2 separate regions of the Mus musculus genome follow, and region 2 is linked to region 1. The links are chromatin contacts, called in public ChIA-PET maps. All regions are on one chromosome and are shown on one strand. Each heading gives the region's core, a stretch centred on a gene start, on an enhancer-like site or on the middle of the called end of the contact. The rest is flanking DNA. Distances are from core to core; before and after follow the strand shown.

The links. ChIA-PET counts read pairs in DNA pulled down with a chosen protein or histone mark.
Region 2: a contact with region 1 is called in an RNA polymerase II ChIA-PET map of effector CD8 T cells, with 121 read pairs. The contact joins the promoter of Itgb1 here to the enhancer-like site in region 1. A contact is called at or near these places in 1 of 484 Hi-C or Micro-C datasets (CD8 T cells), 7 of 115 datasets of contacts at active chromatin or transcription factors (CD8 T cells, the HPC-7 cell line, effector CD8 T cells and 3 more) and 2 of 9 other capture datasets (adipose tissue and liver).

Annotation. Positions count from the first base shown.
Region 1 is chr8:128,548,166-128,552,352 of GRCm38.p6, reverse strand. No RefSeq gene overlaps it. Among named protein-coding and RNA genes, the nearest start is that of Gm32643, 57 kb to the right of the region's middle. Within about 2 kb of position 2,407, at least 20 of the 459 cell types and tissues checked have an H3K27ac peak or open chromatin away from gene starts, as enhancers often do. A contact at or near this core is called in CD8 T cells, effector CD8 T cells and memory CD8 T cells, where this site is marked.
Region 2 is chr8:128,683,501-128,687,687 of GRCm38.p6, reverse strand. Itgb1 (integrin beta 1 (fibronectin receptor beta)) reads right to left here and starts at 2,034. Exons shown (of 16, transcript NM_010578.2): 1 at 1,729-2,034.

The DNA.
Region 1 (4,187 bases), core at 1,158-3,657:
AGAAGACCCTAGATTTTGTGGCTTTCCTATGCTTATGTGACGATATCCTGTAACTGTGGGAAAGCGGGCTCAGATATTTGAGAGATACGAAGATCTCATGTTATGTGATGTTATTGTGTAACTGTGGACAACCCTCTGGGTGTTTTAGGCTTCAGTTTCTCTTTCTCAGTAATAGTGGCCTCAAGGTCAGCCCTAGCTCACTCTAGGAGTTGCATGAACCGTTGGGCAAGTGTTATTCACCGACTCTGCATTCCTAGATGAGGCTTGTAAGAAAGTCAAGCTGAGGAGTGGGATGCTGAGGGTTAAAATGAATTATCAAGACTGGGGCACTCCGGAAGTATCCTTGAGGCACCGAGAGCAGAGGGGCCACCTGCAGCCTCCGAGCCCCGCAGCATGTACCATGTCCACTGAGCCATGGTTGGCCCTGTGGTGAACAAGCCTATCAAATGTATACATACAGAGGTTTCGACTCTCCAGTGTCTTCCAGAAAGCAGAGCCAGGAACTCCATCTGGCACTCCATTTGCTAAATGTCCCGTTTATGTCAAATGCCAGGAAATGTGGCTGTTTAAAATCCCAGGGAATAAGATTTCCACTCAGTGGCTTTCTAATGGACACATACCACACTCTGTGAAGCAAAAACCCTTTGCTGAGCCAGGTCACAGGCCTCTGCTCACTAGCTCCCCGGGCCTCAGCTTTTATGTACAAAAAGATACAAGGTGAGGAAGAGGAACCTCTCCGCTTCTGCGGCCGGCTAGTATGCCTGGTGCCGATAGAGGGCAGTGTTGCACATCTGCAGAAATCCACAGGCTGACTGGACCAAATAAGAGAGACACGCATTCTTCTATTCAACAACATCAGTTTAATAAGGAAAAGGAGCAATTAAAGCAGCTAGCCGTCAACAGATCTTGCTCCTGGGCTGAGCTTGTTATGACTCTATCACCACTTTGATATTTGCAAAGGGCTTTGCAATCATTTGGAGAGACTATTTCTCCCCAGTACTTTTCTACAGAATGCCAGGTCCATTAGCCTTGGGTTTGTTGGGTTTGTTTGTTTTGTTTTGTTTTTCTAGGAATCTCAGATCCAGGAAGGTCAGCTGGATAGCTTTAGGATCTTGAGTCCAGAAGCAGAGTTAGAGAGGAGACTCAGTATCCCACATCCTATAATCAACAGTGTATAATCTCTCTCTCTCTCTCTCTCTCTCTCTCTCTTCCCCCATCTCTCTCTCCATATGTGGATATATGAGTGTGGTACATTCATGAAGTCAGAACTTTCAGCCTCAAATGTTCCTTAATATCTTCCACCTTTTGTCTAACACTAACCTGTATGTAGTGTCTTCTATGTAGACCAAGGTGGCTGTTCCCTGATTCTAGGAAACTACCTATCCTCTGCAGTCCTCCTGTCTTACCATCAGTGGGATTATAGGCGTGCTCCACTATGCCCAAGTTTTTACATGGGAACTGAACACAGGTTCGGACATTTGTGGAGAATGCATTTTAACCACCGAGGTAGCTTTTCAACCCTACATTTTCTCTTGTCTTATTAGACATTTTGGGCTGGGAGTTGGCTGAGATAGGCCATCTTCTGTCCCTACCATCCATGACTGCTGCTTAGTCCAGCAAGGCCTGATGGTGATAGCTAACCTAGTTCATTAGGTCTGCCCTTCAGTCCAAAAAAAGATGTAGGGAGAAATGAAAGACAGACATGTGAATCTGGCTAGAGAGTGAACACATTTAAGTGCCTAAACAACAAAGATTCATCCTCTGCCATTCTCTCCCATGACCAACTCAGGGAAAATTGATTATTGAGAGCCAAGCTGCCAGTCTCTCTAGCACTCTGCGCTCATTAATCTCTGAATCCACAGAATCTCAATTTCCTCCTCACATTCTGAAGACACTGAATCACTGTTTTGGCTAAGTATACACTACCTATGTTGTCACCTATCTGCCGAAGCCCAGCTTGGTGACATATTCTATCATGTGATGCTCTGGCAGCTGAGGAACACGCAAGCCATTTCTGTTATAGATGAAGTGTCATATCTCAAGTAGAGGCTATTTCTTTTACAATGGCTTCAACAAATTGATAAATGAAACTAACTGGCAGAGTTTCATAGTGACACATTGCCAATTTGTTTCTGAAATACCGTTAGGCCAAAGAAAGTCCAAATATGTACCTGTATGTATTTCGGAATGACAAATTAAAATGGTTAGGATTTGTAGTCAGGCTTTTGATGCTTGTCAGTATGACCTGGTGATGTACACACATTCTGTTTAGACGTGTATCTTGTTGTGTGGTAGAGCATCTGGTTTAGGTCTGTGAAAAGTTCTTCTCTGTCTGGCACCTCACTTACCCAACTAGTAAAGACTGTTGGCCCCAGAGGCACAAGTGCTACTTTCACTCTGACTAAGCCCTATGCCAGGCTTGGGGCAATCGGAAGGGGTGGAGGGTATGCGGTATTTTGATGGTGCTAGCTTGGTCTCAGGCAACACATTTAATTCTGAAAGGTTTGTACCCACATCCGCTTCACTGTTGGGTTGCTAGAGGCTGGCGGTCACCATCTTTGGTGATACCAGTTGTTTGGCTGATTTTGCCAATTTGAACACAGGTTGGTGATGATATTGATGAGCCATCTGGATATCATCTCTGATACATTTCAAGTCATTCCCAGCAATCCAATGACTGCAGAACAACCATTGTGCCCAATGTCTCTGCCATTGTTCAAGTTTCTGTAATCCAAAGTAGTATCTTGAGGGCTGGGGAAATGGTTCAGCAGGCAAAGTGCTTGCCATACAAGCATTGTGATCTGAATTCAAGCTTTAGCATGCTTGTGGAAAGTCAGGAGCAATGGTCTGAACCTGTAATCTCATTGCTAGGGAAGAGAAGGCAGGATAGTCCCTGGGGCTGACTAGACACTTTGTTGAGCTCCAGGTTCAGAAACTGCCATACCTTCAAAAAGTAAAGTAAAGAGTGACTGAGGAACCACTTGATGTCCTCTGGCCTCCATGTGTAGCTATTGATGTTATGTGTATACATGAACATGCACACGCACATGCACAGATGGCACCTTAAAATTCCATTTCCTTTGGACATATGTTTTATTTCAAGGGGCCATCAAATGTCAAACACAAAGTTTTGTAGAAGAGAGTGATGCCCCTTCTCTCGTTTTGCATGCTGAGAGCTGTGAAAAAGCAAAGGCTTGTGATGATGTGTAGTGTAGTGTGGAGTCTAGTTTGAGAATTAGGAGAACTTGAGTTGGAATCCTTCATGACTGTGGGACAGAGCCCTTGTTCATGTAACTCTCCAAGCTCTTAAGCTGATGATGCAAATAGTCATGTTTAGTGTCTCAGATGCCAGGGGTTTCTGGTCAAACTTGTGGATTTTGTAACCCTTATCCCTCCTGAAAATGTCTCACCTCCTCCTGCTCCTGCTCCTGCTCCTTCCCCCCATCTCTCCCCTCCCCTCTTTCTTTTGTGTGTATACATGAGGGTATGTGTGCATGTGTGGTAGCAAATGCTTATCTCTACTTGAACCTATGGCTCACTGAATTTAGTTAGACGGACTGACTGGTGAGCACTAGAATCCTCCAGTCTCCAGCAGTGTAGGTGCTGAGGATCTAAACTCAGGCCTTAAAGCTTACACAGGAAGTTCTTTACAGTCAGTGCCATTTCAGTCAGCCCCCATGCTATTTTGTTTTTGTTTTTTGTCTGTTTGCTTGTTTGGTTTTTGGTTTTTCAAGACAGAGTTTCTCTGTGTAGTTTTGGCTCTCCTAGATCTTGCTCTATAGACCAGGCTGGCCTAGAACTCACAGAGGTTCCCCTGTCTCTGCCCGCCCTGAGTGCTGGGATTAAAAGCATATGCCACCATGGCCAGTCCATCCCTGTTTTATACAGCATAGGCTGTGATTCTCATTCTGAAATGTATTTTGAGCCCGATTCTTACATTATTTCTGCAGTAGGACACATTTGAGTTCCATGTAAGTATACCATTTTACACTGTTTTACAGAGCAGCTCAGTACATTCTTATGTCTGATTCTGACCACATCAACTTTTCTACCATTTTTTTTTCTGAAAATAAAGAAATTAAAGTCAATGACAGCAATGAGTAGAAAATTCTTGGTTTTCTGTTGTGCCTACAATTGAAGTTATTTACGCTTAAAATTATATACTTCAAAATATTTCTACACTATCC
Region 2 (4,187 bases), core at 785-3,284, 140 kb before region 1:
CTCAACACATGAAAATGCTTACCCAAGCTGGGCAACCTGAATTCAATCCCTGAAATCCACATGATAGTGGAAGAAAAGAAGAAACCTCACAAATGTATCCTCTAACCTCCACCTATGCTCGGCATACATTCCCACATGCAAATAATTATAAATTAAAATTAAAGAAACCATCTTAATACTGAACTTCATATCCTCAACAACAGATTCTTCAACTGCAGGCCTGTAAATTCAACAGATAAGCTAGAAACTGCTTTCTACTCACATAAAAACTAGAGTTCTAGTATCTTCTACTCTCCCCAAGTGCCTATATACAACATGCCAGTGTTTCATCCGTTTTCTATTTGTCATTCTATCATTTCTGATCATTAACCATGGTTGAATGAATCAAAATTCCTCATAAACTTGGATATCATATCATATATTAAGATTCTGATGTCAGTCCTTCCCTTCGGGCCTTGATGTCCATCAGTATGCAAGAGGTAACTCTAAACTAAAATTTCTTAGTCCATTCTACAGGTTATCTAGGATATGACCTACTGTAATGGCTGTGTGCGATTTAAAAAAGAAATCTAATCAGAATTCATCTAACATTTATTTCTGTCCTATGCAAGCAACAACCACCATTAAAAAATAAAAACCTTAAGTCATACTATCCTCTTCATACCCAAGTGGAATGGCATATCCAGGAGACTTTCCTAATACTACCAAAACATTCTGAGAAGTTTGTAGATTTTTTTTAACATAGCAAAAGCAATGAAAAGTAATTAATGTATATGAAGCATTGTTGTCTAAGTTGTGGTTTTACATTTCACTACCTACTGTGTCCTTTTCTTTTTTTTCTTTTCTTTTTTTTTCTTTTCTTTTTTTTTTTTTTTTTTTTTTTTTTTGAGGCATTGCCCTGGATTCCTCTTGCCATACATATACATACACACACACACACAAAATGCCTTCTTTATTTTACATTAGTTAGGTTACTTAAAGTTCAAATATAGGCTCTGGAGGTGAGCCCATGAACTCTCCAAATTACTTAAAACTCCTGCACCTCAGTTTCTTCCTTTGTAAAATGAGATAGGCAGTCCCAATACCACCATGGATCAGGATCAGGGTTCTGCAGTGAGGTCAGTACATGCTGGGAGTTTACATGCTGGGAGCTGGGTCTGACCCTCGTGTCACAAGAATTACTATAATTAGTGTAGGAACTCCTTTTCTCTTTTAAAGATGAGGAAACGGAAATAGGATAATTTATTACTAGTTATTACTAGGTTTCAAATTAAAAGTTCAAATTCACTGTGGCATTCGGGATCAGCGCGGTCATTAACCCAGCCTGTCACTAGGAGGCACGAGAAAGGGTAGGCAGCCACACTCCACGAGGCCCCGGGTGGGCACCGCCTCGCGGACCACGGGCGCTGCGGCCTGGTTCCCAGGGTCCCGCGCCGCGCTGGGGAAAGGCGCCCGCTGGGCACCGACGGACCGAACCCCTCTAAGGTCAGCGGCACCCAGATCCCTGTCGTACCCACCCTTGAACCCCGCCACGCCCCGGTGTGACAGACTGGGCTCGCGACCCTCCCTTAGGACAAGGCCGGGCGGGGCGGGGAGCTGCAGCCGAACGAGGCCGAGCGCCGCGGTCCCTAAAACCGGACTCCACCCGGCCCAGGCCGCAGAGACACGCCTGGTTAGCCCGAGTTGCCCGGAGCCCACGCCCGCACGTCCACACGCCCGCGGCCTTACCTTTTCGCAGCGTCCGCCCGACACGCGGGCGGCCCGGGCTCCGCCGCGTTCCGCCTCTCGGAGGGTCTCGGGTCGGTGTCGGCGGACCTCGGCCTTTCGGAGGGTCTCGGGCCGGCGTCGGCGGGCCTCGGCTTCTCGGTTGGTCTCGGGTGGCGTCGGCGGGCCTCGGCCGCTCCGCGGGTCTGGCGGCTCTTCAGCGAGTGGGCGGAGACTCGGCCCGCCTGTCCCTCAGGAAGCCGCCCCGCCCCGCCCCCGCCGCGAAGCTCTTTCTCCCGGGCTGCCCGGCTTTTCTCTCCCTCCGGAAACGCATTCCTCCGCGCCGCGTCAGCCGCGCCTGAAAAGGAGGGGGAGGCGGCAGGAAGAAGGAAGGTGGGGCAGGGTGCAGACAAAGGAGCTCGGTCGTTCGGCCCTTTCTGCCTGGGGTACCGCGCTGAACCACCGAGGGCGCCGGCCGCCCGGCTGGAAAGCCCAGCCGCAGTCTGTGTCCGGTCCCTGGGATCCCGAGCCAGACCTCTCTGTGGGCTGAGGGGACAAGAAGGATCGGGTGTTCTGCAGGCAGCCCTCGGACCCGCCCCGTCACCCTAAGATTGCAGACTCCCGCTCCACCCTTGCTGTGCCACCCTGCGCTCCTTGGCGCCGCATTTGCTCAATTTTCTATCTGGGTGGCCAAGCACAAAAAGGAAAAATGTTATGTTTGCGCACTTGCTTTCTCTTTTCTGGAAAAAGAATTGAAAAGTAGCCAGTCTCAAAATCTAAATGAGAAGCTTGAAACTTGGACTTGCCTCGTCATACTGAAAGCTGTGGGACAGCAGGTGCCATCAGCTTACCCGAAGAGTGTGGGCTGCCAGGAGGAGCAGGGCACCCAGCCGTAAAGACAGCTTTCATTGCCGGGTTTATGAACCCAAGAAATAGTGTTTCTGTTCTGGAAGAGTAAAACTGGGATGCCAAAAAAAAAAAAAAAGATTAATCACTATGGAAAAGTTATATGTTGCCCATGAGCAAATCAAATGTATTGTTTAACTAAAATTTTAATAAATGAGCATCGTTTTTCTAATTAGTAAATGACTGAACTTAAAAGGCTACGTCTGCATCGGCAGCCCAGCGGTAAAGCTCAGTGACGTTCGTTGCCTTTAAAGGTATTGATCTTACCACTTTGAGTTAAACCATTAGCCCAGTCTCTGCACAAGAAACAGCTTTATAAACATACTTTATCAATGCTTGGCCTGAACTGTGTGAGCTTTCATTCGTGTGACTTGAGGAGGGAACAATCTACCACAAGATCGACACACACACACACACACACACACACACACACACAAAATAGTGTTTGTGCTGCTCTCCCAGGACTCAACCTAAGCTGTCAGAGGAATACCAATTTACATGTACAAGTCATAAACTTTGAAGAAAATAGAAATTAATAAGTTCCATAATTGCTCAGAAATGTAGCTATACTTGAATTCATAAAAATGTTAAGAGATGGGCAGTTACTTAGCTATGTAAAATGCATGAACATTGTTCTAATTACTTGTCTCACTACTGGGGCACAATAACTGACAAAGCAACTTAATGAAAGAATTTATTTTAGCTCACAGTTACACGGTACAGTCCATCTCAACAAGAAAGTTGTAGTGGCAGAAGCATGAGGTCCAATTACACCCACAGCCATTTACCCTGTGCCTGGAGGATTGAAGTTCTACCTTGGCAGAAAATATAAGCTGCCTCTTGCTTTTTCAAAATGTAAGCCTTTCTCCACTGTAGCATTTACTGTGCTGTTGGTTATTCTCCCCAGCAATAGCTATTGCAGCTATTTAGTAACAACCCAAGGGTAGAAATAGAATTCTTTCCGTGAAAAAGAGTGAAGTATAGGAAACAATCAAGTAGGGGGCTGGAGAGAGGGCTCAGCAGTTAAGAGCACTGACTGCTCTTCTGAAGGTCCTAAGTTCAAATCCCAGCAACCACATGGTGGTTCACAACCATCCGTAATGAGATCCGATGCCCTCTTCTGGTGTCTGAAAATAGCTACAGTGTACTTACATATAATAATAAATAAATCTTAAAAAAAGAAACAGTCAAGTGGGCCATCAAAAGCCCCTGTCCTACATTTTTTTATCCCAGCACTTGGGAGGACTCAGAGGCAGGAGAATCTCTCAGTTTGAAGCCAGCCTCATCTATAGATCGAGTTGAAGGAAAGGGAGGGAGGGAGGGAGGGAGGGAGGGAGGGAGGGAGGGAGGGAGGGAGGGAGGGAGGGAGGGAAAAATTCCTGTCTTGCCCAGGATCCTTCTTTGTTTGCATTTCTCTTTGTGCTAGAGCATTTTCTTTCAATCGTCAGGATTTCCACTGCCAGCCACAGACTGAGTCTGAGTCCATGAAGGTAAGCAAGTTCAAGCTTGGATACATTTTTCAGCCTGAGTGGGTCTCTCAGCCATGTTTTGTTTCTCCTCAATATCTTTGCTATCTT